Linked DNA regions of Mus musculus: all the other regions are linked to region 1. Evidence: chromatin contacts called from public ChIA-PET, HiCAR-type and promoter capture Hi-C data. All regions are on one chromosome and are shown on one strand. Each heading gives the region's core, a stretch centred on a gene start, on an enhancer-like site or on the middle of the called end of the contact. The rest is flanking DNA. Distances are from core to core; before and after follow the strand shown. Region 1 holds the start of Ndufs7 (NADH:ubiquinone oxidoreductase core subunit S7). Region 2 holds the start of Atcayos (ataxia, cerebellar, Cayman type, opposite strand). Region 3 holds the start of Eef2 (eukaryotic translation elongation factor 2). Region 4 holds the start of Zbtb7a (zinc finger and BTB domain containing 7a). Region 5 holds the start of Map2k2 (mitogen-activated protein kinase kinase 2). Region 6 holds the start of Thop1 (thimet oligopeptidase 1). Region 7 holds the start of Slc39a3 (solute carrier family 39 (zinc transporter), member 3).

The links. Promoter capture Hi-C pulls out the DNA fragments that hold promoters and counts their contacts. ChIA-PET counts read pairs in DNA pulled down with a chosen protein or histone mark. HiCAR-type assays count read pairs that join an accessible place to other places. Capture Hi-C pulls out chosen DNA fragments and counts their contacts.
Region 2: a contact with region 1 is called in a promoter capture Hi-C map of liver, with 5 times the contacts expected there. The contact joins the promoter of Atcayos here to the promoter of Ndufs7 in region 1. A contact is called at or near these places in 5 of 39 promoter capture datasets (hippocampal neurons, liver, neutrophils and 1 more), 3 of 115 datasets of contacts at active chromatin or transcription factors (Th17 cells, cardiomyocytes and pancreatic cancer cells) and 3 of 9 other capture datasets (adipose tissue, liver and macrophages).
Region 3: a HiCAR-type map of kidney shows a contact between it and region 1, with 3 times the contacts expected there. The contact joins the promoter of Eef2 here to the promoter of Ndufs7 in region 1. A contact is called at or near these places in 3 of 39 promoter capture datasets (liver, neutrophils and pre-B cells), 1 of 484 Hi-C or Micro-C datasets (B cells), 3 of 115 datasets of contacts at active chromatin or transcription factors (kidney, large pre-B cells and pancreatic cancer cells) and 1 of 9 other capture datasets (liver).
Region 4: a contact with region 1 is called in a promoter capture Hi-C map of liver, with 3 times the contacts expected there. The contact joins the promoter of Zbtb7a here to the promoter of Ndufs7 in region 1. A contact is called at or near these places in 3 of 115 datasets of contacts at active chromatin or transcription factors (bone marrow-derived macrophages, cardiomyocytes and pancreatic cancer cells) and 1 of 9 other capture datasets (liver).
Region 5: a promoter capture Hi-C map of liver shows a contact between it and region 1, with 4 times the contacts expected there. The contact joins the promoter of Map2k2 here to the promoter of Ndufs7 in region 1. A contact is called at or near these places in 3 of 39 promoter capture datasets (cranial neural crest, liver and pre-B cells).
Region 6: an RNA polymerase II ChIA-PET map of memory CD8 T cells shows a contact between it and region 1, with 22 read pairs. The contact joins the promoter of Thop1 here to the promoter of Ndufs7 in region 1. A contact is called at or near these places in 1 of 115 datasets of contacts at active chromatin or transcription factors (memory CD8 T cells) and 1 of 9 other capture datasets (adipose tissue).
Region 7: a promoter capture Hi-C map of liver shows a contact between it and region 1, with 4 times the contacts expected there. The contact joins the promoter of Slc39a3 here to the promoter of Ndufs7 in region 1. A contact is called at or near these places in 2 of 39 promoter capture datasets (liver and pre-B cells) and 1 of 484 Hi-C or Micro-C datasets (B cells).

The regions. Positions count from the first base shown.
Region 1 is chr10:80,247,754-80,251,655 of GRCm38.p6, forward strand. Ndufs7 (NADH:ubiquinone oxidoreductase core subunit S7) reads left to right here and starts at 1,696. Exons shown (of 8, transcript NM_029272.4): 1 at 1,696-1,738. The coding sequence starts at 1,723. It overlaps n-TFgaa3 (a tRNA gene), which reads right to left and starts at 1,283; the gene lies at 1,211-1,283. It overlaps n-TNgtt7 (a tRNA gene), which reads left to right and starts at 1,406; the gene lies at 1,406-1,479.
Region 2 is chr10:81,192,467-81,196,368 of GRCm38.p6, forward strand. It overlaps Atcayos (ataxia, cerebellar, Cayman type, opposite strand), which reads left to right and starts at 2,225. Exons shown (of 3, transcript NR_015477.1): 1 at 2,225-2,256. It overlaps Dapk3 (death-associated protein kinase 3), which reads left to right. Exons shown (of 9, transcript NM_001190474.1): 9 at 1-731. The coding sequence ends at 478.
Region 3 is chr10:81,174,337-81,178,238 of GRCm38.p6, forward strand. It overlaps Eef2 (eukaryotic translation elongation factor 2), which reads left to right and starts at 2,295. Exons shown (of 14, transcript NM_007907.2): 1 at 2,295-2,393; 2 at 3,329-3,543; 3 at 3,717-3,898. The coding sequence starts at 2,391.
Region 4 is chr10:81,134,120-81,138,021 of GRCm38.p6, forward strand. It overlaps Zbtb7a (zinc finger and BTB domain containing 7a), which reads left to right and starts at 2,152. Exons shown (of 3, transcript NM_010731.3): 1 at 2,152-2,580.
Region 5 is chr10:81,104,077-81,107,978 of GRCm38.p6, forward strand. Map2k2 (mitogen-activated protein kinase kinase 2) reads left to right here and starts at 1,839. Exons shown (of 11, transcript NM_001347144.1): 1 at 1,839-2,162. The coding sequence starts at 2,071. It overlaps Mir5615-1 (microRNA 5615-1), which reads right to left and starts at 597; the gene lies at 538-597. Mir5615-2 (microRNA 5615-2) reads left to right here and starts at 540; the gene lies at 540-599.
Region 6 is chr10:81,068,450-81,072,351 of GRCm38.p6, forward strand. It overlaps Thop1 (thimet oligopeptidase 1), which reads left to right and starts at 1,634. Exons shown (of 13, transcript NM_022653.4): 1 at 1,634-1,829. The coding sequence starts at 1,814.
Region 7 is chr10:81,035,675-81,039,576 of GRCm38.p6, forward strand. It overlaps Slc39a3 (solute carrier family 39 (zinc transporter), member 3), which reads right to left and starts at 1,641. Exons shown (of 4, transcript NM_001358898.2): 1 at 1,530-1,641.

The DNA of each region.
Region 1 (3,902 bases), core at 446-2,945:
CCCCAAAATAAATAAATCACTGAACAAGTGGAAATTAGTGGAAGAGAGTGCTACATGTATATGATTCTATTCAGTTTACAAATGGGGAAAATGAGACTCCTGCCCAGGCGTTACTGACTTTCTACCAAATGACAGCCACCTCCCATCCCTTAATGCCAAGCCAAGCGCTCTGGAAATAAGAGGCAGGGATAATGTGTGTGTGCGTGCTCATGTGTGTGTGTGTCTGCGAGTGTGTGTGCTCATGCAAATGTGCAGCATGAGCCATTGGTACCCATGCCTGGGACAACTTTCGGACTCCAGTTCTCTCCTGCCACCTTGTGGGATCTAGAGATCTAACTCAGGTCTAGCAGCAGTCAACTGCTTTTATCCACTGAACCAGTTCAGACCTTTATCATTCTCATTATCATGGTTGGCCTTGAGTTTGCTGTCTAGCCAAGGACTCCTAACTCTCCTGCCTCAACCTCCCCAGGGCTGGAATGACAGGCACGCCACACATGCCTTGTTTATGTGGTGCCGAGGTGGAACCAGGGTCTTCTGCGTGATAGGAGAGAGTGCTCACTAACCACCTACATTTATTCATTTTACTTTATTATTTTATGTGTGGGTGTTTTGACTGCATGCATGCCTGGTGCCTGGAGAGATCAAAAGAGCCATCAGAGACCCATGAATTGGAGTTTTAGAAGGTTATGGGATGCTGGGAATTGAATTCCCATTCTTTTGAAAGAGGAACCAATGCTCTGCTGAGCCATTTTAAAAAAATGTTACCTTTGGGAGGCAGAGGCAGGTGAATTTCTGAGTTCAAGGCCAGCCTGGTTTACAGAGTGAGTTCCAGGACAGCCAGGACTATACAGAGAAACCCTGTCTCGAAAAACCAAAAAAGAAAAAAAAAAAAAAGTTACTTAACAACATCATTACCAACAACAATAATAATTTTGGCTTTTTGAGAGGAAGAACTTGTCCTCGTACACATCCTCCTGCTTCTCTGGGGTGCTAGTCTGACAGGTGTGTAAACAATTCACCCCGATACTTTTACATTTCATAGTCAGTAATGGCTTTAGACCTATTAATTGGAAGAATGCAGGACTGATTGCTAATATGTAAATAGAACGTAAAAGTTCAACATTGGATTGGACTAATTCAAGACTGTGGTTCAAAACGAATCAAAAATCTCAAAAACGGAAGACAGGTTCATCAATGAGTTAAAAACACTTGCCGAAACCCGGGATCGAACCAGGGACCTTTAGATCTTCAGTCTAACGCTCTCCCAACTGAGCTATTTCGGCGACGCGCTGTTTGTCGGTAACACCCTCCCTCCGCCCCGTGCCATTGCTTTAGCGCGCAAGCGCACTTCACAATTTGTCTGTCAAACCTTGTAGGGTTATACTATAAGCAGCTGACTAATGTCGTCTCTGTGGCGCAATCGGTTAGCGCGTTCGGCTGTTAACCGAAAGGTTGGTGGTTCGAGCCCACCCAGGGACGACCACAGCGACTTTTTCATTCCCTAATACTGAATAAAGTGGAAGTTCTTTATTTTGTCGCTGTTTCCTGTTTGTCACAGGACGACCGTGGCGCACTCTGCGCGGACGCGACCACAGGTATAAAGCGGGTCAGAACCACTCGGCTTGTGGTGCGGGTTTCCGCTGGTGTCTATTTGGGCGTTGGACTAGAACCGGAACTCTTTGGAGGACGGACCGCAGAGGTTGTCTGAAGGCCGAGGCCAAGATGGCGGCGCTGGCGGGTGAGTGAAGCCCTTGCGGTCGGGAGAGTGGCGTAGTCCTGGGCTCCGAGCTGGCGCTGCGGGGACCTTGGAGCCCAAGCCTAGTGTTGAGAGGCGTTGGGACCGTAGAGACCTATAGGTCAGATCCCAGCCCTCGGTAATGTCGGTGTCTAGCATTAGGCCGAAGCATGTTTGAATTCACGTTACACAGTTCTGCATGGTCTACATAGCAAGTTGCAGGCCTCCTGCTATCGTCCCTGATTATAGTCGGGAACGCTGAGGCCTGTGTATCTTCCAACCTCAGGAAGCTGACTGCAGAAACCCGGCTGATGTCCCCGAAGCACAGAGTGGGACAGGGGAGAGGCCCAGGACACTTAGGCCACCCACCCGGTGGCTCTTTCCATCTCATCCCCAACCTGGACAGCTAGCAAGGGCCTCTAGAGCAGATGTCTTAGTTTCCCTGCCAAAGCTTTGGTGTCTTTCTCTTTATGTACAGGGATTAAACACCTGTGCAGTTTGGTAGACGTGAGCGACAGTTGCTAAGTGGAACCTCCCATCGCCTAGCAGGTTGCAGTGTTAACATAAGGAGTGGGAGAACTCAGGAAGTCGGGTCTAACTCCTTCTGTGTTTTGTTGTTGCTTTGAGACAGTGTCTGATGGGTCCTAGCTCAAACTCTATACTGTGGGTGATCTTGAAGGCTTCATCCGAATGCCTTCACTGCTAATGCTGGGATGGCAGGTGTGCACAGTCAAGCCCATTTATACAGCACCAGGGATGGAACTAAGAGCTTGGTGCATGCCAGGCAGGGACTCTGCCAACACAACTCCAGCCCCAAATGCCTGCTTTGGAGACAGGATCTCATGTATAAGAGGCTGACTTTGAACTCCTGATCCTCCAGGCTCTGACCCCAAATACTAGGATGACAGACTTACTACTATACCCAACATTATTTTTTCTTTTAAAGATAGGGTCTTCCTGTGTGGCCTAGAGTCATATCAAACTCATGTTCCTGCTACAGTCTCTCATTGCTGGGGTTACAGACCCCACCACTGTACCCAGCCCAGCTGTGATGTAGCCCCCTTGAAGAGTGGAGGGCTTGGTGATTCGTGGTGTTGACTGCTGGCGCCTGAATTCACTCAGGCTCAGCTGTGATCTTGCTGGTGACAGTTAATAGACCTTACTGTGGTCCTATTTGAAGGAGAAACTAACACCTTAGAGACAACAAGGAGGATGTTTGCTGTAAGGCATTGTACTGTACAGCTGTGATCCCATCCCTTGGGACGCTGAGGCAGGATGAGCCTAGCCTGGGCTATACTGGATCCCTGCTTCAAAAGAAGGGCACTAAGATTTCTGGGAGTTCCAGGCCGGCCATGGATACATAGTAATACCATTTTAAAAGGCAGGAAGAGGAGGAGGCCTGGAGATGTGGTCCAGTGTTAAAACATTCACTGAATGTGTTCAGGGCCCCACATTTCATTCCCAGCATGACAGCACAGAAATCTGGTCTGAGCCAGACTTGTGCTTCATGCAGTCCTAGCTGCTCAGAAGGCTCTCCTGAGGTCAGAGTTCAGAAGCAGCTTAGGCAACACAAAGAGACCCTATGCCAGTTAAAACAAACACCTGCTGCTGGCACCTCCAGCCACTTAGTAGGGCATTTACTTTGCTGAAAGTTTATCCAAAGCCTTAAGTTTTTAGATGGGGAAGATCAGGCCTGGTGTGTGCCACTCAGTCAGAAAGTCTAGAGTCTGCAGTAGTCTGTCTTTGGTCTAAGCAGTCGTGACCTTGGGAAGCAGTAGCCCTGAGCAAGGCTGAAGTCAGTGAGGAGGGCTGAGGCAGAAGAAGGAGTGTGGAAAGCCACCGTCAGCCCAGCCCCGAGTGTGGGAGGCAGGATAATCCCCATGTCATGGTGGGTGTCTCTCTCCCAGTCCCACCTTTCTGTCATGGAGGGGCAGTCCCAGATGAGACCCCCTCCCACTTTCTTCCTCCAAGACAGGATCTTGCTATGTAATTCTAGCTGACTGGAACTTGGTATGTAGACCAGGCTAGCTCGAACTCACAGAGCTCCCTCCACCTTCCTCTGCATCCTGAGTGATGGGATTCAAGGTGTGCACCCCCAAGCTTGGTCCCAGATGACAGAAATTTATCTTGTATTCCTTGAACTTGGAGTCCAAGATCAGAGTGTCAC
Region 2 (3,902 bases), core at 975-3,474, 950 kb after region 1:
GCGGCTGCGCGCCGCGCGCCTGCGCGAGTACAGCCTCAAGTCCCACTCGAGCATGCCGCGCAACACGAGCTACGCCAGCTTCGAGCGCTTCTCACGCGTGCTGGAGGACGTGGCGGCGGCAGAGCAGGGGCTGCGCGAGCTGCAGCGAGGCAGGCGCCAGTGCCGGGAGCGCGTGTGTGCGCTGCGCGCGGCCGCCGAGCAGCGGGAGGCGCGCTGCCGCGACGGGAGCGCAGGGCTAGGGCGCGACCTGCGACGCCTGCGCACGGAGCTGGGGCGCACCGAGGCTCTGCGCACGCGCGCGCAGGAGGAGGCGCGGGCGGCGCTGTTGGGTGCCGGGGGCCTGAAGCGTCGCCTGTGTCGCCTGGAGAACCGTTACGACGCGCTAGCCGCTCAGGTGGCCGCTGAGGTGCAATTCGTGCGCGACCTGGTGCGTGCGCTGGAGCAGGAACGGCTGCAGGCTGAGTGCGGCGTGCGCTAGGCTGCGGCACCCCCAGACCCCGACCCACCCCCAGAATAAAGCTGCTTTCCACGTACTGTCGCCTGTCTCCCACGCCCCGCAGGGAGGGTGGGAGCGAGCAACCCCACGATAGGTGCTCTCCTACGCCGCCGAAGAGATTATGGCTCTGCCACACCACACACCAAGGGTGGTGTCACCCACAGTTCACATAGAGACGTGCAAGGCTCAATTGGTAAAGCTGAATCTCAGTGGGGACCCGCAGTATCACACAGCTCCGAAAAGGACACACTGCGGGGGTGTGGGGAGACCTGGAGGACACTTAGAGGATATGCACCTGTCATCCCAACTCGTGGAGGCCGAGGCAGTTTGTGACAGCTGAGTCCTGCCTGATCTGTCCCTGGGGCTCTGGGTCAGTTTGTATAATGAGCAGTAACGGGGTCTGCGGCATTCAGATGCTGTCGTGTGCACAGCCACTGTGAGGCGGCAGGAGAGAGCCAGGCCAGGTTCCAAAGTCTGAATGCTGGCTGCCCTCTCTGAGTCCCACACCCTATGGCAGCTTAACCACCTGTAGGTCAAGATTCTGGGATCCAACACCTTCCGCTGTCTATGGGCATGGGGCGTGCACATGATGCACAGACACAAGCTCATAGAGAAGCCATGTGGGATGGCAAAGGCCTGGGGATCCGGATTTGTGAATTCAAGGTCATCCTGGTCTACAGAGTGAGTTCCAGGACTACACCTAAAAACCCATCTCAAAAAAAAAAAAGTGACTGGAGAGATGGCTCAGCTGTTAAGAGCACTGACTGCTCTTCCAGGGGTCCTGAGTTCAATTCCCAGCAACCACATGGTGGCTCACAACCATTTATAATGGGATCTGATGCCCTCTTCTGGTGTGTCTGAAGACAGCTACAGTGTACTCATATACATAAAATAAATAATTTTTTTAAAGCTGTTGCCATAGGCCCCTTCACGAGCTTTCCCGATAAGCCCACATTTTACAAAAATATGAACGTGTAATAGAGCATCCTCGGGACCCAGAAATGGAGCGTTATTTGGGAAGATTGGTCTGTTAGCTAAATTGAACGAAGGTGGGGCTGAGCTGTAGGCAGAAGAGGAATGATATAGAACAGATAGGTTCAAGCTGGAATGGGGGACCGGAGAATGCCGGCTCCGGGTGTGTGCACCAGGTTTCTGTTTCCGTATCAGGGCTTCACCCGGTTAGTGAGGACGGGCTCGTGGCTTCAGGTAACGCTGACGACAGCTGATAGGGCCGACACAGCTGACAAACCCCTGTGGCTTCTCAACCCGCTTTAAACTCCAGGGGCCAATGAGTTCTTGTGTCTCCAAAGCTGGTAACCAGACACCCCAAGTTATGAGCCTTGTCAGACGTCTGGGGCTTAGTAGCAAGGCCCCCTGAGTTGAGTCTTAATCAGTTAATTGACGCATTTATACGTTTTTGAGACAGGCTTTCACTATGTATCCTTGATCTGTGTTTGTGGTCTAGTTCGTACCTCCCCACAAGCTCCCTCGGGTTTAGCCTCTTGTAGGTCAGAGGGCACTGCTGTGCGCCATCCCGCCCCCACCTCCACCCGACCCAACCCCCCACCCCCGTCACAGCCTGGAACAGGTGCACGTAGCAGACCGGGCCTAGCCACGTTCGCGGTCGCTCAGCTCTTGACCATACTAGGGCAAGCAGCTCCCTCGCTATTAATAACCTGGCGGGGAGCCGGCGTCGTGTCTATAAAGCCGAGCACGCCAACCCCAAGCGGCTCCTTCAACCCCTGAGATCTTAAACAAAAGTAAGTACGCCAACCATCTCCCCTCCTTGGCCCTCACCCAGGCTTCCTGCGGCAGAAATGACCCCAAAAGTCAAAGAATTGTGTTAAAACGAAGGATGAGTGAAACACAGACCCTGCTGGTCCCGAAGGCTTGTGGGACAGCGGGCAGGAGGAGCTGTCATCTAAAGGGTGCAGAGCCAGGGACATCCCATCCTACCCAAGTGACCCCCAAGAATGCATGTGTGTCTTGGTGTGGGTGGTGAAGAGCTGGGGGATCAAAGAGGGGACTCTCTGTGTCCCCAAACTCAGTTCTCCTCTGGGTATGCAGCTCCCTGAACTTCTCTGTAGTTCAAAGCCAAAGCCATTTTTTTTTTTTTTTTGAGGTAGGGTCTCTGTAGCCCTGCCTGTCCTGGAACTTGATATGTCCAGGCTGGCCCTGGACTCAGGGAAATCCTCTTCTCTCTGCCTCCTGAGCGCTGGGATCAAAGACACGCACCACAACTCCTGGCTAAAGGGATTTTGTGGCTGTCCCACATGCATAAACCCAAGGTGTGTCCCCAAATTCCACCTGTGACCCATTACTGCAGACCTACTCCTGATGGCTGGAGAGACGAGGAGATGAGAAGTTCCTTTCCAGACAACTTGCAGTCACCGGGTGCATGGTGGTGTGTGGGGGTAGGGTGGATGACCTGGGGACACCCACCACTAGTGACTTCTGGCTCCTGTCAGCCCCTCCCCTCTGGCTTTGGCTGATCTTCCACTTAGTGTCCAGGATGCCCATCTCTTCCCTGGCCCTTGGAGACCTGAGGTCTGGAGAGCAGTGACCTTTGCAGGTGACAGTGTTGGACCAGGTGGGGCCCTGGGGTCTAAGTGCTGACTGAGTGTTCCGCTGAGCGCTGGCTGATGTCTGTGACAGGTGTCAGTGCAGGGATAGGACAGCACAGGGTGGGGAGGGCTGCCTGTCACCCATCTCCAGGTCCTGAGCAAACCACCACTATCACCTCAGTCTCTGGGTGTGGTTATTAGGACTTGGGGTGTGTGGGTTTTGGTGAGGTCACAGTCCTAGGGTTAAGTGTGGGGCAGGAGAGTCAACAAGAAAAGCTGAGAATCTGGTTCGGTGGATAAAGTGTTTGTCTCGAGTGCGTGGGGACCTTGGTCAGAATCCCTAGGACTCAACTCAACTGAGGCACAGCAGTGTCTGTATGGAGTCTGGAAATCCAGCCAGGCAGGGGACCTTATGCTCTGCTAGGTCCCACAGGCCAAGTTCTTCAGGATCTGGGGACAATAGAGCTGAGGGGTCAGCCACGAGGCCCCACTGCTGGCTCTGGGGCTTGTGAGTGTCCCTATCAGCACGGTAACCCATACGGGAGACAGAGGAACCTTGAGCTCATTTTGTGGGGATGTCTGGCTGGGTGTTCTGTGTGGGGCATTCTGGAAGGTGCTGAGTAGTGTCCCACTCTGTGTCTGGAGCTCCCCCAATGTGACACTTGTCCCCAGCCCCCACCGAGAACCTTCACGAGGACACAATCACCAACCTGAGGTTTTTGTTTGTTTGTTTGTTGAGACAGAGTCTCATGTAGCTCCAACTCACTATGTAGCCACAGATGACCTTGAAATTTTGATCCTCCTGCCTCCACCTCCAAGTGAGTGCTGGGTTGGTAGATATG
Region 3 (3,902 bases), core at 1,045-3,544, 930 kb after region 1:
AGACTGAAGGCATGTGCCTGCCACTGCCTGGCTTTTCAACCTCCTCTTTAGTCTTTGAAACAAATTCTCTGTGTAGCCCAGGCTGGCCTTGAACTCATGTAGCTGAGGATAATCTTGTGCTTCTGTTCCTCCAGTCTCCCGCTGGTGGGATAAGAGGCATGCACTGCCAACGCTAGTTTATGTGGCTGTGGGGTGGAAATCAGGGCTTCTCCTCTGCTAGGAAAATGCTCTATATCCTGGCCCCAGCCCCAGCAGACTGAATCTCTGATAACATTTGCCCTGTCTGGTTGCAAAGACCCCATTCTCCCTAGAATGAGCTGTTAAGAGTCTCTGACACTCACTTCAGGGAACAATCTGCTCTTCAAGAAAATGGATCCTTCCAACCATCGGGATGCAAAATTCCCGACCATAGGGCGCATGCGCTGGCCGGGGAAACCCTGACTGGAATGCAGTCACGTACCCAGGTGTAGGTGGTCCTTAGTTCTTGAGACTGCCACTCCTTGGGTGGCTCTGCGCCCCTGCCAATAAATAGACACGATTCTTGTCACTGGCCTCGGCGTCCTCTCAGCGGTAGAGGCAGATGCCGGTTAACTTTAGAGCCAAGATTCGCAAACCGCATTGCTTAATTTATACTTATTTTAGGCTGGGACACCTCCCCTCCTGTCCCTCCCAGCCTGGAAGGGTAAAATGTGTCCCTCGCTTTAACGGAGGAAGCTCGTAACAAGGTTTCTGGGGCGGGGGGTGGGGTGGGGTCGTCTGCACGAGTTGAACGCAGAAACAATGAGCATCTATTGTGTGCAGAAGGCTGCGCACCCAGGGTCAGGCGGGGACAGCCATGCTCACGGTCCTGCGATGCCTCCTGCTGGACACACGCGGCACTGTCAGCATCGAGGGCTCTCTTGAAAAACACACTTTCTCTTTGCTTTGTTCAGATAGTGGCTGGAGCCAAGGCTACGAGTTATGGGCTACTGAATGAAACCTTGTCTAAATGTGCAAAAATTTAGGAGACAAGTGACAAAATCCAAGAAAGGACAGGTTTGGCAATGTTTTGTTTTTGAAACAAGGTCTCCTGTAGCCCAGGATGTCATTAGAATTCACTGTGTAAGTTAAGGAAGGATGGCCTTGAATTCCTGATCTCCCTGCAGAGATCAGACCCTGCCTCCATCTGCCAAGTCCTGGAATGACAGCTGGCTGCCACCCGCCTAGCTCCACGTGCTGATCTATCTATCTTTTTTGTTGTTTTTTTGTTTTGTTTCGTTTTTTTTTTTTTTTTTTTTTTTTTTTTTTTTTTTTTTGAGACAGGGTTTCTCTGTGTAGCCCTGGCTGTCCTGGAACTCACTCTGTAGACCAGCCTGGCCTCGAACTCAGAAATTGGCCTGCCTCTGTCTCTGCTGGGATTAAAGGCATGCACCACCAACGCCCCGCCTTTTTGTTTGTTTTTAAGATAGGGTTTCTTGATTTAGCCTTGTCTGTCATGGAACTCACTCTGTAGACCAGGTTAGCCTTGAACAAAGATCTCCTGTCTTTGCCTTCTAAATGCTGGGATTAAAGGCGTGCACCACTACTGTCTGCCTTTTGTTTTGGTTTTATCATAATTGTTGCATTTTTGCCCGCAGGAGGATCAGGAATTCAAGGACAACCTCTACAGCCAACCCAGTTGAGGGCCAGCCTGTTCTATCGAGATCCTGTCTCCGGACAAAAAAAGTTTCATGAGAGCGTGGTGTGTTGGCACAGTCTTTTAGTCCGAGCACTGACGCAGTAGATTAAGGCAGATCTTCATGATTTGGTGCGGTCCTGGGCTGCATCCAAAGACCTTGTTTCCAAAACAAACAAACGAAAAAGTGTAATAAAAATACAAGCAAGGTTTTGCAGAAATAAATCTGTGGCCTCAAGGGTCCCTTTCTCCAGCTTTTCCCAGAGGTGTCAAATTACATAACAGTCTCAAACCCAGGAAATTGAACTTTGGCACAACCCACTGACCGGTCCGAATTTCAAAGTCTTTTTCCTATTGACCTACAAGGTTTTCAAGAATCATGTTGTAAGCAACTGTGTTCTGAGGAATCTATGTTTAAAAACCCATCCGTGGATCTTGGCCCAGGGTCCAGAGACTGAGCTAGCCACGCCCCGGCCGCGCCGCAGCCACTCCCACGGCAGTTCAAGTGTTAAGTCCCAAAGACCGCGCTCTGTGCATGCGCAGACCCGTCCACAGCTGGCTCCTAGCCAACCCGGCCGGACGAGCACCCGGCGCCGTCACGTGACGCACCCAACCGGCGTCGACCTATAAAAGGCCGGGCGTTGACGTCAGCGGTCTCTTCCGCCGCAGCCGCCGCCATCGTCGGCGCGCTTCCCTGTTCACCTCTGACTCTGAGAATCCGTCGCCATCCGCCACCATGGTGAGTCTCCTCGGCTCCGCTAGACTCGGGGACCGAGACGAATCTCTGGGGCAGCGGGACGTGGCTGTAGCGGGACGCTGAGAGGGACGGGAGGAAGAGACATGGCTGCCCTGGCCCGGGCGGCAGGACGTGGTCGGGCCGCGGCGCCATATCTGCGCGTCCCTGAGGGCCTTGGGAGTGTCAACTGCCGAGGTCGGGGTGTTTTCTTGAAGTCCTTCAACTCCCCGCGGCCGCCGGGGTGACTGCGGGAGGGGTTGTGCTTGGTGATGTGGCAGCGGGCAAAGCGCCGTCCCCGCGCCCCTGGTGACGGGCGGAGGGTGTCCTCGGGAGGTGACAGCCTGTAGGGCTGGCTTCCTTGGACACCTCCAGTGGGCTGAACGCCTTCCGGGCCCTTTCCGGTAGCCCCCGTCTCTGTTTTCTATCTGAGTTCACACGTGAGCACCGGTCCCCATAATCTAAGAAAGTGGCTCACTGGGCCTAGTGGCGCATTGTGGCCTTTGATCCGGGCTTTGACCTTGGCGCACAGCACCCAGTGGTTTGGGGAAGAGGTGTGTGTAGCAGAGGAGGTTTTTTCGTGCTTTGGTCCCAATCAATCCGGCATCTTTGCAGTGCCGAGGTGGCCGTGCACCTTGGCTTTGAATTCTTGTGCTGAGGTTATGTGACTTGAGCCTCAAGATAGGGTCTTCTAGCACAGGCTTGCTCTTAAGTGTCGCAGTTGTCGGTTTCGGCGTTTGTTTAGAGCTGTGGACACATCTGTGAACTTTTGATGCTTATTTCAGAGGTCCTGGGTTGTACGTTTGAGTCACACTGTGAGCTCAGCTCCAATCTTGGGCCGACATCTGGTTCCTGCCCCTGCTGTGGGGTGCTATTGACCCACCGATGCCTGCCAAGTTGGGTTCCCAGAATCAGCCTGGCTGCCCATCCCCCCACCACAGGTGAACTTCACAGTAGATCAGATCCGTGCCATCATGGACAAGAAAGCCAACATCCGGAACATGTCAGTCATCGCCCATGTGGACCACGGCAAGTCCACGCTGACCGACTCCCTTGTGTGCAAGGCTGGCATCATTGCCTCTGCCCGAGCTGGGGAGACGCGCTTCACTGACACTCGCAAGGATGAGCAGGAGCGCTGCATCACAATCAAATCCACGTGAGTGAGGGGACAGCCCCGAGGGGTTGTGCTCTGGGTGTCACTCGGGTGTGTTTGCTGCCAGTGGACAAATAGTGGCGTGTTTAGGGTCCTCTCTGTGACATGCTTGTGTGTGCTGCCTAGCCTGCCTTGGTCAGATGCTGAATGGACTGTTGACCTCTTCCTCTCCGTAGCGCCATCTCCCTCTTCTACGAGCTCTCTGAGAACGACCTGAACTTCATTAAGCAGAGCAAGGATGGCTCGGGCTTCCTCATCAACCTCATCGACTCTCCAGGCCATGTGGACTTCTCTTCAGAGGTGACAGCTGCCTTGCGTGTCACCGATGGAGCTCTGGTGGTGGTGGACTGTGTGTCTGGTAA
Region 4 (3,902 bases), core at 902-3,401, 890 kb after region 1:
GTCGGACACATCAGAAAACTGTTCTCTCAGGTGATGCTGGTCTCTCAGGAGGGTCTAGCCTGGGGTGGGGTAACAGCTGGAGTTGGAAGACGGAATTCAAGGCGACTCCTCAAGTCCCCAGACCACTTATTCCCTGACCTGGGTAAACCGAGGTAGGTGGGAGGAGCCTCAGCCTTGGGCGTAGAATTCTGGCATGGAACAGGTGACCCCGCCTCCCGTGGCCCAGGCAGGGCAGGGCGGGTGCGGCGACCCGGGTGCTTAAGTGCTCCTAGGCTCTGGTCTGGGGCTGAAGTTCCGGGTTCCCCCTCCCGCCCCCGCCGGGCTCACGTGGCTGTCCGGAGTCCTTCCCCATCTTCTTGGCTAGTGTCACTGCCTGGCCCAGGGCTTCCACTTCCCCTGTGGGGACCTCCAGGGTTTCCCCTTTGAAGGCAAGTTATTATACAAAAAGCCAGATGTATTTGGGTGTTGATGGGTACATTTATTTATTTTTATTTGAGACAGGGTGTCACTGTAGCTCTAACGGCCCTAGAAATCGCTGTGTAGTCTGGCTAGCCTCGAACTCACAGAGATCCACCTGCCTCCTGAGTGCTGGGTGTGCTGCCACGCCCGATTGAACCGTACTTTTAATTCGGTTTATAAAAATGTGTTGGTAAATGCGGGGAGGGGGTCGATGCTTTGATGTAAAAGAACAAAAGAAAAACAAAACTAACATACCGGGCTCCCTTCGACCTGGGGCAGTTTGTAAATATTATCAACAACAGAAATAACAATGAATGAAAAATAACTAAATTAAGGACCGGGCATTTGGAGGCTGACATCTCATATTGTGACAGACACACTTAAAGCTAAAGCAAGGATGGCCAGTCTCCATACGAAGGGGAACTGAAGGGGAAACTGAGGCCAGGCGCTGGTTCTAACTCCCCGCTCCGCCCCCTCCCCAGAGCCAGATCCACAGTCAGGTCGTCTGGTGGCTGTGGCGTGCTGGAACCCGAACCCAGCAGGCCTGGTGAACCGGGATGTCGCCTGTCCCCTCCTCTGCCTTCCCCTCCCTCTCCAGACCTCTCCCACGACCAGAGAGGAAGTGGGAGAGAAAAGGACAAGGGGGTGAAAAAAAAAGAAAGAAAGAAAGAAAGAAAACAGAAAACGCAGGGTTGGATTCGCACTTTCCTACTTCCCACCTCTGTCCTGCGGAGCTGTGCGGCGCCCCTGCGAGGGTCCGGGTCCACGCCCCACACCAGCCGGGCCAGCCAGCCGGCTGCGGGGAAAATTACAAGGCCTGGAAAACAACCGTCCTTCCCCGCCCCTCGCCAACCCCTTCCCCGCGCTACGCCCCTGGCACAGCCGGGTGGAGGCGACTGTTTTATGTAATCGCGGGGCGGCAGGTTTGCTGGCTGGCTGCACCGGTGAGGGCGGGACCCCCGAGCTCAGCTGACATTTCGCGGCCCTGCAAGTCTTCCCCTGGGGGGTCCCTGGTATGGCTTTGGTAATTTAAGGCGCAGATGGGGGCGGGGGTGGACGGAGACCCGACACTCTAAAGCAACCTAGCTGTACTTGCAAACTCTGGGTTCCTCGCAGTTTGAGTAAACTGAGGTTTATGTGGGGGTTAGGGGACCTGGAGCTCAAATGCAGACTCTGATCTTTTTTCTTCCTTTCCTGGGTTCTTTGCACTACTTGGGTAAACTGAGGCCAAGGATGACAGGAGCGCCGATGCAACCTCGCCGACCTTGCAACAGACCTTTTCTTCTCCTTTCGATTCCTTGCATTATTTGGGGAAACTGAGGCTCAGAGAAGGGAGATGCGGTACCATGGCAGCGCCCTGGTGGCCTTGGAGAGAGGTGTGAGGCAAGGGACCGTCACTTCCTCGCCTTCATCTCAGCTCCTTGGGCCAGAGGGCCCCTTACGCCCCGGCACCCAGTCCTCCGGGTGCGCACCGCACTCCCGCCCCCATTGCCAACCCGGTCCCGCCCCGCCCCGGGCTTCGGGGGCACAGCCCGCGCCCCCTGAACCCCGCCCTGCGCGCACAGGCCGGGGCTGTTTATCTGCGGCCCCCACCCCCTGAACCCGAGGGGCCCCTCTTGCCCGCCCCCAGCACCCTGGGGTGCTCCGGGCCGTAGATAAGCCAGCAGGCTGGCACGGCGCCGCGCACGGGGCGGAGAGGTCACGGGCTTGCCAGGGGAGGGGCCGATGGGTCGGGGCTGCGCCCCCCGCCCGCCCGGCACCCCCAAATCCCTAATCGCAGCCCGATCTGCTCTCGCGGCGCAGCCCCGCGGGACGTGGCAAGAGCCGACCTGCAGAGCCTGTTCTGGCCGCGGTGGCCGGGGGGGCGGGCTGGGCGTGGGGGTGCCGGCGCTGCGGCACCTTTAAGACGAGGGAGGACCCCTCTTGCCCTCGGACAAACCAGGAAGGGAGTCGCGAGCATCATACGGGGCTTTGCGTACTGTACGGCTACTGTAGGGGCAGTGACGCCGCCGCCCGCCCGAGCGAGGTCCGCGCCGCGGGCTGCCCCGATCGCGCGTCCTCCGGGCTCGGGTCCCCGCGAGGTAAGCTGCCCGGGCTGAAGGGGACTCCTCTCCCGGAGAGGTGGGTTTTGTTTTTCTTTTTTTTTTCCTTTCTTTCCTTTTTAATTTCCTTGCAGGGTGGGGACGCGGCCGGGGGCGCAGTGCGCACCCCGAGAGCCCGTACGGAGCGGAACGGACTGGATGGGGGATCTGGGGCGCCTCCGTAGCTCAGGGGTTCTGGAGACCAAGATTGCCCGGCCAGAGCCGAAGAGGAGTCGGGAGGCGGGGGGGCTCCGCCCGGGTCCCTCCGGGGCGAAGGGCACAAGCCCGCTCCCGATCCCTCCTCCCTACTCGGGCGGCACGGCCTCAGGGTTCCCGGCGCGCGGCCCGCGGGGGAGGGGAGCCGGGCCTCACCGAAGGCGAAGGTGGGGGCTGAGGGGTGCGTCGCGTGCTAAGTTTGCAATAGGGCCCGGGGCGCGCCGCTCCCCTTTCCGAGTGGTAGTGGGCAAGCGGGGGGCGGGGAAGGCCTATCCGGGATTGCGCGCAGACGTTGGAGTTGGCCAGGATGGAGCGCCTTGGCGGAGGGGGGGAGGGGGCTGACAAAACAGGGAGGGGGGCTTTGCAAAAAAAAAAAAAAAAAAAAAAAAAAAAAAAAAAAAAGGCCCGAGAGAGGCGGAGGGAAGGGGTGAGGGGTGGAGTGTCTGGGAGGCGGGCGCGTCGTCGCGGTTCTCCTGGGCTCTGTAGTTCTTTCGCTTATCTTCAGTGCTTGTTGTTTTGGAAGGTGGCCTTGGAGAATAAACTACAAATCCCAGAGTGCCTCGCGATAGCGGCGGGTCAGGGAGGGGCGTTGCGGAGGAGGGGCGGTGAGTGGCAGACCTGAGGGCCAATGGATACTAGAAATCGTCCGGCGCGGCGCTGCATGGGGGTGGAGCCTGCGTTTGGGCGGGGCCTGCGTGCAGGGGCGGGGTTTATGCAGAAGAGGCGGAGCTTCCGCGGCTCCCTCGCCCGGGGCCGGTGGCGGTCCCGGCTTCCGGCTGCCGCCCCTCCCCTCCTGTTGTGTAACCGTTCTTAGCCCCCCCCCTCCCGTTCGATATTTTAATTTTTCCCCCTTCCCTTTAGTTCCGGACGCTCAGGGAGGAGGAGAAAGGTTCCTCCGCAAGACTGGAGGTTCCCTCCCCAGGGGAGGGTGTGGTGTCGGGGGGCCTCGGGGCTTCAGGCGAGGCCGGGGATGCGCGGCCTGGCGCGGGCCGGGCCGGGCGCGGGGGAGGTGACGGGCGGACCCAGATCCGGGGTAATTTGCATCGCCCTCCCCCCAGCCCGGGTGGGGATTGGCCGGGCGGCGGCGGAGGGTGGCGCGGGGCCGGGCTCAGCGTCGCCCGCCGGGCCTCGGAGCCGCCAGCCCGC
Region 5 (3,902 bases), core at 589-3,088, 860 kb after region 1:
TGCGGGTCAATAAAGATTACATGGAGCTGAAGTGGAATAAGGGCATGTTCCCGGGGACTGCTGGAAAACAAGGCAGAGCTCGAGACCCCAGACATATCTGAAGTGCAAGCATCCAGTGAGCAGGGCAGGATACTCCTGACAAATGAACGGACAACTGGGATCGGCAAGAGGGTCAGCGGGCAGAGGAGCTTGCACCCAAGCCTGAGGCCCTGAGTTCAATCCTTTCTACAGAGTAGAAAGAGAGGGAAGGCCCCTGCCTAGATCTGCTCCATGTGCAGCTGGTGGACAAGGATTTTCGATTGGGAAACCGCTGTGGTGACATTTATGGTGTTTTGAGGCCCGGACTTCTGTCTGCAATGATGCATGAAGGCAGATGTAAACCAGGTCTCTCCCCAGCTTCTCCTTAGCAGCTGGCCTGGGAACAATCCACAGACTTATAAAACAGTAACTGAGCGGGGCAGGCTCCACTGGGCAGAACACTCACCTGGGTTCCACTACCAGCCGCAGAAAGTGGTCCCTTGTTGGGCTACACCCCAGTCCTTGGTTGTTTTCTGAGACAGAAAATGAGACTCTTTTCTGTCTCAGAAAACAACCAAGGACTGCTCTTCCAGAGGTGTTGAGTTTAATTCCCAGCAACCACATGGTGGCTCGCAACCATCTGTAATGAGATCAGATGACCTCTTCTAGTGTGTGTTTGAAGACAGCTACAGTGTACTCATACATAAATAAGTAAATAAACCTTAAAAAAATAAAATGGTTTGTTCTCACAAAATTGTAACAAAAAAATACATTCTCAAAGTCATTGAACTGAATAAAGGCTGTAGCCAGGTGAAAGCCTGCTTGCCTCCCTGGTGGGTTTCATCTTTACCATCTGAGAGGTAAAAAAACGCGGAGAACTTCCTTGTGAGATGCTGTCACTCAGAACAAACTTCATGGCCACCGTGGGCTGCAGAGCAAGACCCTGCAAGTCTGATTTCCATGTGCCTGCTCAAGAGCCCAGAGCAGGGGTTTTACTATGTATCTGTACACTCTGAATTCCAAGAGTGTGACCCTGGACAAAGAACCAGCCCTGAGTGGTATGTCTACACAATGGAATGCTATTTGGCCAGGAAAAGGACGAGAGCCCTGCCATCCAAACCATTGTGGATGGACCTTGAGGGCAAAGGAAAAACAAGCCAGACATAAGTGACCCTAACCACAAGAAGTGTTCGGATTCACACACTGAAATGGTGACCGTCAGGGATGGGGACCAAGGGAATTTATGTATTACCCATACCCGAGCTTCAATGAAGGGCCGTGAGAAAGGTCTGTAGGGCTATGGGATTGTTGCAGAACAGTAAAACACTAGGGGTTGGGACTGGAGGATTGCAGGGAGTGGAGGTGAAGCCTGGACAACACAGTAACTTCGAGAACAGTGTGGGTGGGGTACTGAGGCTCTGTCTCAAAATAAAAACAAAAACAAACAAGCAACAAAACAAACAGCAGGAAGTAGGGCTCAGTGGGTAGCGCTCTCGCCTATAGGACACGGGGCCGCAGCAAAGCAGGAAGCAGGTAAGGTAGCTCAGGCCTACGGTCCCAGCGGCCAAATCTAGGAAAATATATGAAACTAAACAAGTCTGAGTCGACTGATGCTGGCAGGTCTGTCTCCTCGCGGTCCTGCCGTGTGTAACCCCACCCGCGTTTGAGACGCACACGCAGCCGACCCCGGGAAGCTGATCGTACAGACAGACGACTGCACCGCCGCAAACATTAAACACAGCGTCCGCCTCTGCCCTTCTACAGTAGGCCGGGGAGCCACCTCGCGCATGCGCCTCGGTTGAGGGCGGGACCTCGCAGAAAAAGATCTCGCGAGAGCTCGGCCTGCGAGCTTGTGGCCGCCCCCTGTTCCCCGACCTCCCGGCTGCGCTGCAGCGTCAGCTTCACTCGGCCTCGGCGTCGGTCTGCTCGCCCCGGCGCTCCGGGCTCGTCCGCCTTCCACCTTCTGCCCGGCCTAGGCCGCAGCCCCGGGCCCGCGTCGCGCCGCCCCCTATGGGCCCCGGCTGAGGCGTCGCCGCTGGCCGTGGAGCCCCGATGCTGGCCCGGAGGAAGCCGGTGTTACCGGCACTCACTATCAACCCTACCATCGCCGAGGGCCCGTCCCCCACCAGCGAGGGCGCCTCTGAGTGAGTAGGCGGGGCGTGTGAGGACAGGGGCGGGCCTCGGCGTGAAGGGGGCGTGACCACAAGTGGGGGTGTGGTCTGAAGGGATAGCAGCGCCCGGGAGGACAGGGGCTGGTCCTGAGAATGGTGTGGATGGAGGTGAGAGGGGCGTGGAGTTCGAGGGCTGGAACAAAGCCTGGTTGGGGGTCCGGGCATGGAGGGGGTTGTGGGGGGGGGGGTGGAGGCAGGGCCAGTTGGGTGAGTCACGTGGTGTGTCAGCTTGGCCCGGGGAAAGGGGCGTGGTCTAAGGTGAGTGGCCTGTGAGCTTAGAGGGCCGTGGCCTTTGAGGACTAGAACAAAAGCCTGGTTGGGGTCGGGGCCAGAGCAGTGAGGCTGGTGGTCTTATCAGGTTGGCCAGATGGGAGAGGGGCGTGGCCCAAGGGGAGAGCCCTGAGTCCTGTGAGCGTAGAGGGGCGGGGCCTCGGCCGGAACTTGGCTTTAGAAAAGTTGGTCTGGAGAGTAGCAGTGCCTGAGGCAGGGTAGGGATGGGGACAAGGTGCAGGGATCTGAGAGAATGGCTTTGGGAAAATCTCTGCTGTTGAAGGGGAAACAGGGGGCAAAGGGGGCGGCGTGGGTACAAGAGGGGGGCAGGTCCTGCAGGTGTTGGGACCAAGAAAGGGGAGCTAGAGAGAGGTATGACTTGGAGTAAGGAGAGGGGCCTGAAGAGAGGCAGGGCAATTGGAGACCCAAGAAAGAAGACGTCCTGAAGGTGGCCAGGAGAATCAGGGGAGCAGTGAGGCTTTCCGGGTGTGTGTGTGTGAGGTGTGGTATGGTTAGAGGAACAGAGGCCGTGCGGGGTAGCCTAGCCTAGCGCTTAAGACTGGGTACCAGGTGAGTGGAGCAGTTGAAGGCATGACTTGTCTGAGGAGGCAAGGCTGGCCTTGCAGGGGCAGAGGGAAGGAACCTGTTGGAAGAAGCAAGGGGAGGTGCAGGGGAGAGCCTGGCTTGGGGAGTACATGGTGACCTAGTGGAAAGTGGACAGTGCCCTTGGAGATGGGTGTGGGGGTAACAGACTCACTATGATGGGGTGGGATGAGCGATGCAGTTGGGTACAAAGCCTTCCTGAAAAAGGGTCAAGTAAGGACGATTGATCAAATAAGGTTAGGGATAAGGTTTTTTTGGGAGGAGAAGGGGAAGGCTGGTCTTCCTGAAGGGAAAAGAGGGGTGTCCCAGGTGAGGACAGCCTAAGAATCCTTGAGTGATACCAGACCAGGGAGGCCTCTGTCAGGAAAGACTCGGTGAGACACCCCTTTGTGGGCATATCAGCATGATGGAAGTGCCTCAGTCTGAAGGCAGCTGTTGAGGACCCCAGAGTGCATAAAGATGGCCTGGGGTGTGGTGTTCCAGGAAAGAATGGGGAGAAGGCTTTCCAGTGTGGAACTTATAGTAATGGCATGAGGGGGACCTGAGGCGTTGGGTGAAGTGCCTAAGAGACTGAAGCCCATGATGAAAAATGTCAGAGAAGGGGGTGCTAGGTCTTGGAGGTTGAATCCTGCTAGCCAAAGCTAATGGCTTAAAACACCCACTGGGAGACATGGGAGGGCTTAGGTGCTTCCCAGCAGCTAAGGACAAGATAAAGGGGCAGCCAGAAGGTGCTGAGTGCTTCAAGGGCTACATACAGTACAGCCTGGGGTCCTGTAAGGGCGACTGGTGCATTCTCATGCTAGCAGGCTCATGGGATGTGTGTGCAAGAACTGGGTGTGA
Region 6 (3,902 bases), core at 384-2,883, 820 kb after region 1:
TGGAGGTGTGAGCGGCCCTGTGGTGTGGGGATCTGAAGTCCAGTCTTCTGGACTTGTGCTATTACTGTCGATGTTTCTGCTCAGATGGAAGGGCACACGGAGACACGGAGCTCAGGAACCACGCAGGGAGCCCTCTCAGCAGAGGTGTTGCAGTTCCCAGGGGAGGATATCCCCGGCTGAGCTGAGGAGCTCAGGAGCCTTGTTTCCCCGCACCCCGCTCTCCCACCCCCCACCCTCTCTTCACCTCGCTTCTTCTTGGCTCTTCCGATGAGAAAGTCACACCAAGCAGAAAATCTCATGTAAGAGATTTATTGGTGGGTTCAGGGTGTGGAGAGATGAATCTTCCCTCTTCTCCTGGGAGTAAAACATTAGGGAATTAGACAAAGGGCGGGGCTTACATAGAATTTCTTAGGAGGCAGGGCTTTTCAGGGCAGAGATTTCCAGATTAACGATTGGTGGAATTTCAAGTCCTGAGCTTGAGGAGCTCAGGGATTGGTGGGTTTTCCTGTTCGGGGATTGGTGACTTTTTTCCCCCTCACCCTCTTTACCCTGCATCAGGCCCATGGGTTAGTGTGAAAGTCCTTCCAGGCCACAGCCAACTTTTGCTGAGGCGCCATCTCTGTGAGGCTGCTCAAGGAGGCTGGAGATGAGGTCCTATCACTGTGGGACAGTTCCTGTAGGACAGCTCCTGCAGGGGTGTTCTTGAGGGGCAACCTCTGTTGTGTTGGGAAAGGTGATACACTACTGTAGACAGTTCTTGTGACAGCTCCAGGCTGAGGAGATGTCATGGTGCCAACATTTTAACAGGAGCCGCCAACAGCTCCTAGGAGGCATCTTAACGTGCCACAGGCTGGTGCAGGAAGGAGGGGCCAGCCCTGGCTTTTGCAGTACACCGATTATCAACTACACTTGACCACAGAGCCATCTCTCATGTTTTTTCAGACAAGGTATATAGTCCAGGCTACTCCTGCAGGTTGCAGGTTGGGTCAGTTTTGTTTTACTTGGACTGAAATTGCAGGTATAAGTCAGCACACTCAGCTTACAAAAACAAAACAAACAAGCAAAAACCCGTGGCGGTTCTCACTTGCATTCCCAGAACCCAGGAAGCTGGGGCAGGAGGATTGCTACGAATTTGAGGCCTGTCAGCAAATTCAGACCAGCCTGGGCTACATGAAACTTTGTGTCAAAAAAAGGAAGGAAAGAAGGAAGAGAAGGTTGGAGGGAGGGAGAGAGAGAGAGAGAGAGAGAGAGGGAGGGAAGCCAGGCATGCTGGAGCACTCTGGTCATCTCAGAACTCAGAAGGTGGAGTCATGAGGAACTGGCTGAAGAACAAAAAGAAATGAATTGAACGAACAGACCAAGCACAAACGCACACAGCCTGTATAGAGTGAAATCCTCACAGAAAAGGCAAGGCAGAGAGGGTGTTAGGTTTCCATGGAAACAGCATCCTGGCGTTCCGAGGGTGCGTAAGGCTCCGCCTCACTCACCTATGACAGCCAATTGCGGGCTCCACTGTGTTCAGCGCATGCGCAAAATCGCACCACTGACAGGGCAAGCTCGGGATAATGTGGGCGGAACCGCGATGCACCGGCGCCAGACTGGTTGTTCCTGCGCATGCACACTCGCGTTGACCAGCTGCCTTCGCGCGCACGCGCCTTCCTAGCGTGCTCGGAGCTCGCGGGCGGCGGGCGCCTCAGTCTGAGAGCCACAGCAGAGGAACTGGCTCAGGTGAGGCGAGCTCCGAGGAGATCCGGACCGCACAGGCGTGAGGACCAGAGGAGGGCCGTCGCCGCCTCGCGCGCAGCCGACCGCCATGAAGCCCCCCGCAGGTACCGGTCGCCCCTCGCCCAGGCCCTCCCTTTCTCTCCTCCTTCGGGCAGATGGAACCTTTGGGATTCCCGACCCTGACCCCTTCGTCTGCAAAATGAATGAACTAACTTTCCCATGACTTCAACCTCTTGATAAACTGAATTTTAAAAGAATACTTTTCTCATGCTCCCTGCTATTCTAACTAGGGTAAGATGGACTGCCAACGGGGCGATGAGCAAAACCCACACATGGTGTAAAAGGCTCTAGTTCCTGGAAGGCTGCTGGAGACGGTGGCCTGGGAACCTCGGTGCCAGGACAGTGTGCTATCTAGCATCTAGAGAGGACCTAGTAATACTTCCAACTAGGTTCTTTTGTATTTTTAGGATTTGTTATTTTTAACTATTGTTTGTACGTCTGTGTGTGAGTACCTGCACATGTGTGTAGTATTCATGATGGCTAGAAAAATGTGGCCCATCCTCTGCTCCTGGAGTCAGTTACAGGTGGTTGAGAGCTAGCTGCCTTTCAGGGGTGCTGGGAACCAAACGCAGCAAGCACGCTTGATCACAGAGCTCCCTCTCCAGCCTCTTGAGTCAGCAACACAGGGGCTTAGGCTATGGTCACCCCACTTTGGCAGGGCTGGTTGGGAGACCCATCTTTCTCTTGCCAGGTCTGCTGTGTATGTGTGTGGGGCATCCCATATGGTGGAGCTACCAGGCAGGGATTCCCGTCAGTTGTAGACATGACTGTGACCCAAAAAGATGAAGACTTGTTTGGATTTTTTTTTAAACATTATTTAGTGTGCTTGTGGAGGTCAGAGGACAGCTTGCGGGAATCAGTTCTCTCCTTCCACCTAGTCAGTTGTGGGGATTGAACCTAGATCGTCTGCGTTGGCAGCAATCACCTCCAGCTGCTTAGTCATCTTGGGTCCCCTGGACTTGCTTAATCCAGAGAAGGAAACAGAGCCAGTGCCAGCCTCTCTTCCCAAGTGTGGGAGACCGAGACTAGGAGGATCCCACCTCCAGAAATTGCAAGGGTAGCCTGGACAATCTGGCAAGATCCTATCTTAACCCATGAACAGAGGACTAGGGAAACAGCCCAAAGGGCCCTGTGTGTGACCTTCCTGTATCTGAGAGCGGCCTTGGGGGGGGGGGGTGGCGTCTGGAGCTCACACCCATACATTTTCTCATGCCTGCAGATAATCCCCCCAGTCATGATCAGGATCATGGGAACAGGAATAATTGGAATTACTTGCACCTCAGGAACTTGAGGTGCCCTGAAATGGAGGCAGTAATCCAGATGTTTGCAGAAAGATGCTGCAATCCTAGTTCTCCAGATCTTTGCACTCTGTGTTCTCATGGCTGGCTCTGCCCCTACTTGTAATACAAAGCCCTTCGTTTCGCATGTGCGCGTGTCTGTGTGGGGAGGGGGTATCTTCCTCAGTGGCTGCCCATCCTCCTTATTTTTGCTTTTCTCTGTGTAGCCCTGGCTGTCCTGGAGCTCACTCTGCAGACCAGGCTGGCCTTGAACTCACAGAGATTCTCCTGCCTCTGCCTCCCAGTACTGGGGTTAAAGGTGTGCACCACCATCACCCAACCATGGCTTTTCATTTGAGACAGCATCCCGTGTACCCCAGGTTGGCCTCATACTTAATACGTGTGGCTGTGGGTGACCCTGAACTCTTTCTCCTCCTCCCCGCTCAGTTTCCTAAGTGCTAGGATGGTAGGCAGCCCCACCACGCCTGATTTGTATGCTGTGGTGATGGAATGAGAGCACCATGCATACTAGGCACGTGTGCTGCCCACTGAGCCACAGCTTCAGTCCGAATTTTTGTTTTCTTTGGCTTGAACGTGCTTGCCCTGTGTTCTCCATTTAGACCACAAATGTGAAATCCTCTTGCTCTGGCCTCCTGAGCACTGAAAACAAGCTCCCATTACTCCTATTCAGTCCATGTCCTGGTGGCAGCCCCTTTTCTTTTCCTTGCCAGCCCATCTTCAGGGCCTGCGTTGATGTCTGCTAAAGGCTTGAGAGCACTATGAAAGTCTGCTCTCTCTGTGGGGATGAGCTGTCCCACCCTCATTCTACATGGCTGTCAA
Region 7 (3,902 bases), core at 391-2,890, 790 kb after region 1:
CTCTCTCTCTCTCCCTCTCTCTCTCTCTCTCTCTCTCCCTTTCTCTCTCTCTCTCCCCTGCATTTCTATAATAAAGCTCTTAAATGAGTCAGGCATGCTCACCCTGGGCCCTGTGGAAAAGCGTCCGGCAGCTCTGCCTGCATCTGCCTGCCCAGAGCACAGGAACCCTAGCAGGACGTTAGACCCCTTTTCCTCCCCCACTTTTCCCCAGGGCCCCCAGGGTCCCCCTTTATTTTGTTCCCAACAGGTGCACAGCCATGAAAAGAAGCAAAACACACATATATGTAAAATGTTAAATTATGGGAGCGATCAAGGAAGACACTGATATGGAAGTTTAGGCTCCTCACGTGTGCACATACACGGTCTGAAGGGATGTGACTATCATCTTAGTACACAGGAGGGTGAGGCGGGACAACGGCTACACATTTGAGACCAGCCTGGACAGTGAGGAAGACCCTACTTCAGAATAAAGTAATACAACAAAATTTAAAAAGAAAATACAGCCGGGCAGTGGTGGCGCACGCCTTTAGTCCCAGCACTTGGGAGGCAGAGGCAGGCAGATTACTGAGTTCGAGGCCAGCCTGGTCTACAAAGTGAGTTCCAGGACAGCCAGGTTTACAAAGAGAAACCCTGACTTGGAAAGAAATATAAATAAAGAAATGAAATAATAAGATAAGATAGTAGCAGCAGAGACACTCTCAGCAGTTGAGAGCACTGGCTGTTTTTGCAGATGACCAAGGTTCCATTCTAGCCTAGAAAGATCTATCTATTCCCCTCTTCTGGCCGCTTTGGGCACTGCACACATGTGCATAAACACAGACACATAAAATAAATTTGAAAAGTAAATTTTGTCGAAAAAAAAAAGAAGGAAAGTAAATTTTAAAAATGAAAATAGGCCGGGCAGTGGTGGCGCACGCCTTTAATCCCAGCACTTGGGAGGCAGAGGCAGGCGGATTTCTGAGTTCGAGGCCAGCCTGGTCTACAAAGTGAGTTCCAGGACAGCCAGGGCTATACAGAGAAACCCTGTCTCAAAAAACAAAAAAAACAAAAACAAAAACAAAAACAAAAAAAAAAATGAAAATAAAATACGAAAGAAAATTAGGATGAAATAAATAAGGTTAAAATTAAGTTAAACTTTAAAATTAAAATATTCTAGAGGAATATTATAAAGGACATAATTACTATAATTTTTTAAAAAATTAACAACAAAAATAACTCCCTTAAAGTCCTTCCCTCCACTGCTGTGAACACAAGGCAAAGTGCATACAACAGGCGCCCAATTGATGCTAGAAGACAGGGTCAGGTAGGGATACCTCGGGTGCTCTCAAAATCGGGCCAGTCGGGGCAGGGCTGGCGGGCGACAAGCTCAGTCTTTCCTTAATCACTTATTGTGCGCCTACTGTGTGCTCCACTCAGCCTCACACTGAAGCAAAGACTCTGTGAACAGGCAGGCACGGTCGGCCAGGGCCCTCGGCTCCGCCCTGCCCCAAGCCCGCCACGCCCAGGCCACGCCCTGACCCCTCTTGTACCTCTGACAGCTCCTCAGGCCTCCAGCCAGTGCCACCTGCCGCCAACTGCCCCGCGGTCCGGACCCCGCCGCAGCGGACCAGCCGAGACCCCCGGGGCTGCGAGCTGCTACCTACGCCCCGCCCACATCAGCGTCTATTGGACACTGTCAGTGCCACTCGACAGAACTCATAGTCCATTGGTCGATGCTGCTGCCAATCCTTCTGCAACGCCTACTGGCTCCGGAAAGCAGTTTTCTCCTTTCTAAACATGAGTGCAGCTACCAAATGATTCCGATAGAAAACACTACTTGGCAACATAGTTCCGGAAGTAGGGCCTCCATCCCGGAGCTGTCCAGGGTCGCGTGGTACTGAATGAGTGTGGCTGGAGGCTTGGCAGGAAGCGATTTCCTACAGCGAATGGAACATTCTTGAAGTCTTTCCTCGCGGCTTAAGAAGATACAGGCGTCCACCAAATATCTATTGATAGCCAGAATAAATTCAAGCTCAAGAGGTCTACTGTGCCCCTCAATCACTACAGTTACTAACAATGTAATCATTCTACCCATACCTGCAGCCTAGGAAATGTCTCCTGAAGTGACATGGCACCTGAGTAGAGCCTACAGATACTACACAGTATGCCTTATTTTTACATTCATTTGTTTGAGCTACGGTCTTGCTGAGCAGCCCAGGCTGGGTGGCATGCAGAAAGCTCAGAATCCTCCTGCATCAGCTTCCCGAGCGCTTGGATTGTAGGTGTGAGTCACCATACCTGGCCTCCTGCTATATCTAGAGCACCTCACACAATATGTATGCTGTGTAAACCGTGCTTTTACTGTGCTAGACAACAAAGATGACAAAGACGCTTCATTCACTGCAGATCAAAGCTTTACAGAACACTATAGTTTTACACATGGTGATGTATGTCTGTCATCCCAGCACACTCTGGAGGCTGAGGCAGAAGATCCATGTACTCTGTCTTCCAAGACTGGCCTACAGAATGAGACACTGTATCAAAAGAGCCATGCACAGCACACTAACACATGAGCCTACCCTGATGTATGTGACATGAGCTTCTCGTATTTTCACTTATTTATTTGGTTTTTGAGACAGGGTTTCTGGCTGACCTAGAAGTCACTCTGTAGACCAGGCTAGCCTCAAACTCAGAGATATGCCTGCCTCTGCCTCCCAGAGTGCTCAGAATAAAAAATATGCGCCACCATTGTCCATCTAAATAAGTAAATAACTTATTTTTTTAAAGATTTATTTGGTTTGATTTTATGTGTATGAATGCTTTGCCTGCATGTCTAAGTGCCATGTGTGTCTCTGGTGCCCAAAGAGGTCAGAGGAAAGTGTTGCATGACCTTGGGTCAGAGTCACAGGTGGTCCTGAGCTACAATGTGTGAAACAAACCTGCATTCTCTGTGAGAGCAGCCAGTCAGTCTTCTTAACTGATGAGCTGTGTTCAGTCCTCCTTTCTAATTGTTAAATAGTATTCTATTGTTTGGATTAACTAACTATAGATCTGCTTGAATTTTGTTGGAGAGTTGGGGTGTTTCCAGATAAAAGTCATTTCTTTTGTTTTGTTTTGTTTTTCAAGACAGGGTTCTCAGGACAGCCTTGGCTGTCCTGGAACTCACTCTGGAGACCAGGCTGGCCTCCAACTCATTAATCCGCCTGCCTCTGCCTCCCAAGTGCTGGGATTAAAGATGTGCACCACCAAGCCCAGCAAAGGTCATTTCTAAACCAGCAGATTTGAAGCCATTGTGTGAAGAACAGTGACGCCTGGGGACTTTCTCCTTCCTGGCTAACAGACAGTACAGATGGGCGTCCAGTGTATACTCATCCTATGGCGCAGCCACAGCTCTGTGTATCTAGTCAATAGAAACTAATATATATTCACTCAAAGATTTGAAGCAAACATGGCTGACAGCATCATATGAATTATGGCTGAGTTCATCAAGTCACTATATCAAATATCCTAAACTAATTAAATTTTTTGTTTGTTCATTAGTTTTGTTTTATTCAGACAGGATTTATCTGTGTAGCCCTGGCTGTCATAGAACTTGCTTTATAGACCAGGCTGGCCTCAAATTCAGAGATCTGCCTGCTTCTGCCTCTCAAGTCCTGGGATAACACAACCAACTTATCTTTTTTAACAGGTCTAAAATAAACATATCCTAGCACTTGGAAAATTGAGGCAGGAAGATGAGGTCAGCTTCGGTTAATTCCTAAGGTCAAGGCCAGGCAAAACCACATGATGCCCTACAGGGAAGGGCTAGGGAGACATTGAGATGGGTCAGTGGATCAAAGGAACTTGGCTCACAAGATTGCAATGCCTGGGACCATGCAGGGTTGGAAAAGTAGTACAGACTCTGAATTGTTCTCTGGCCTCCA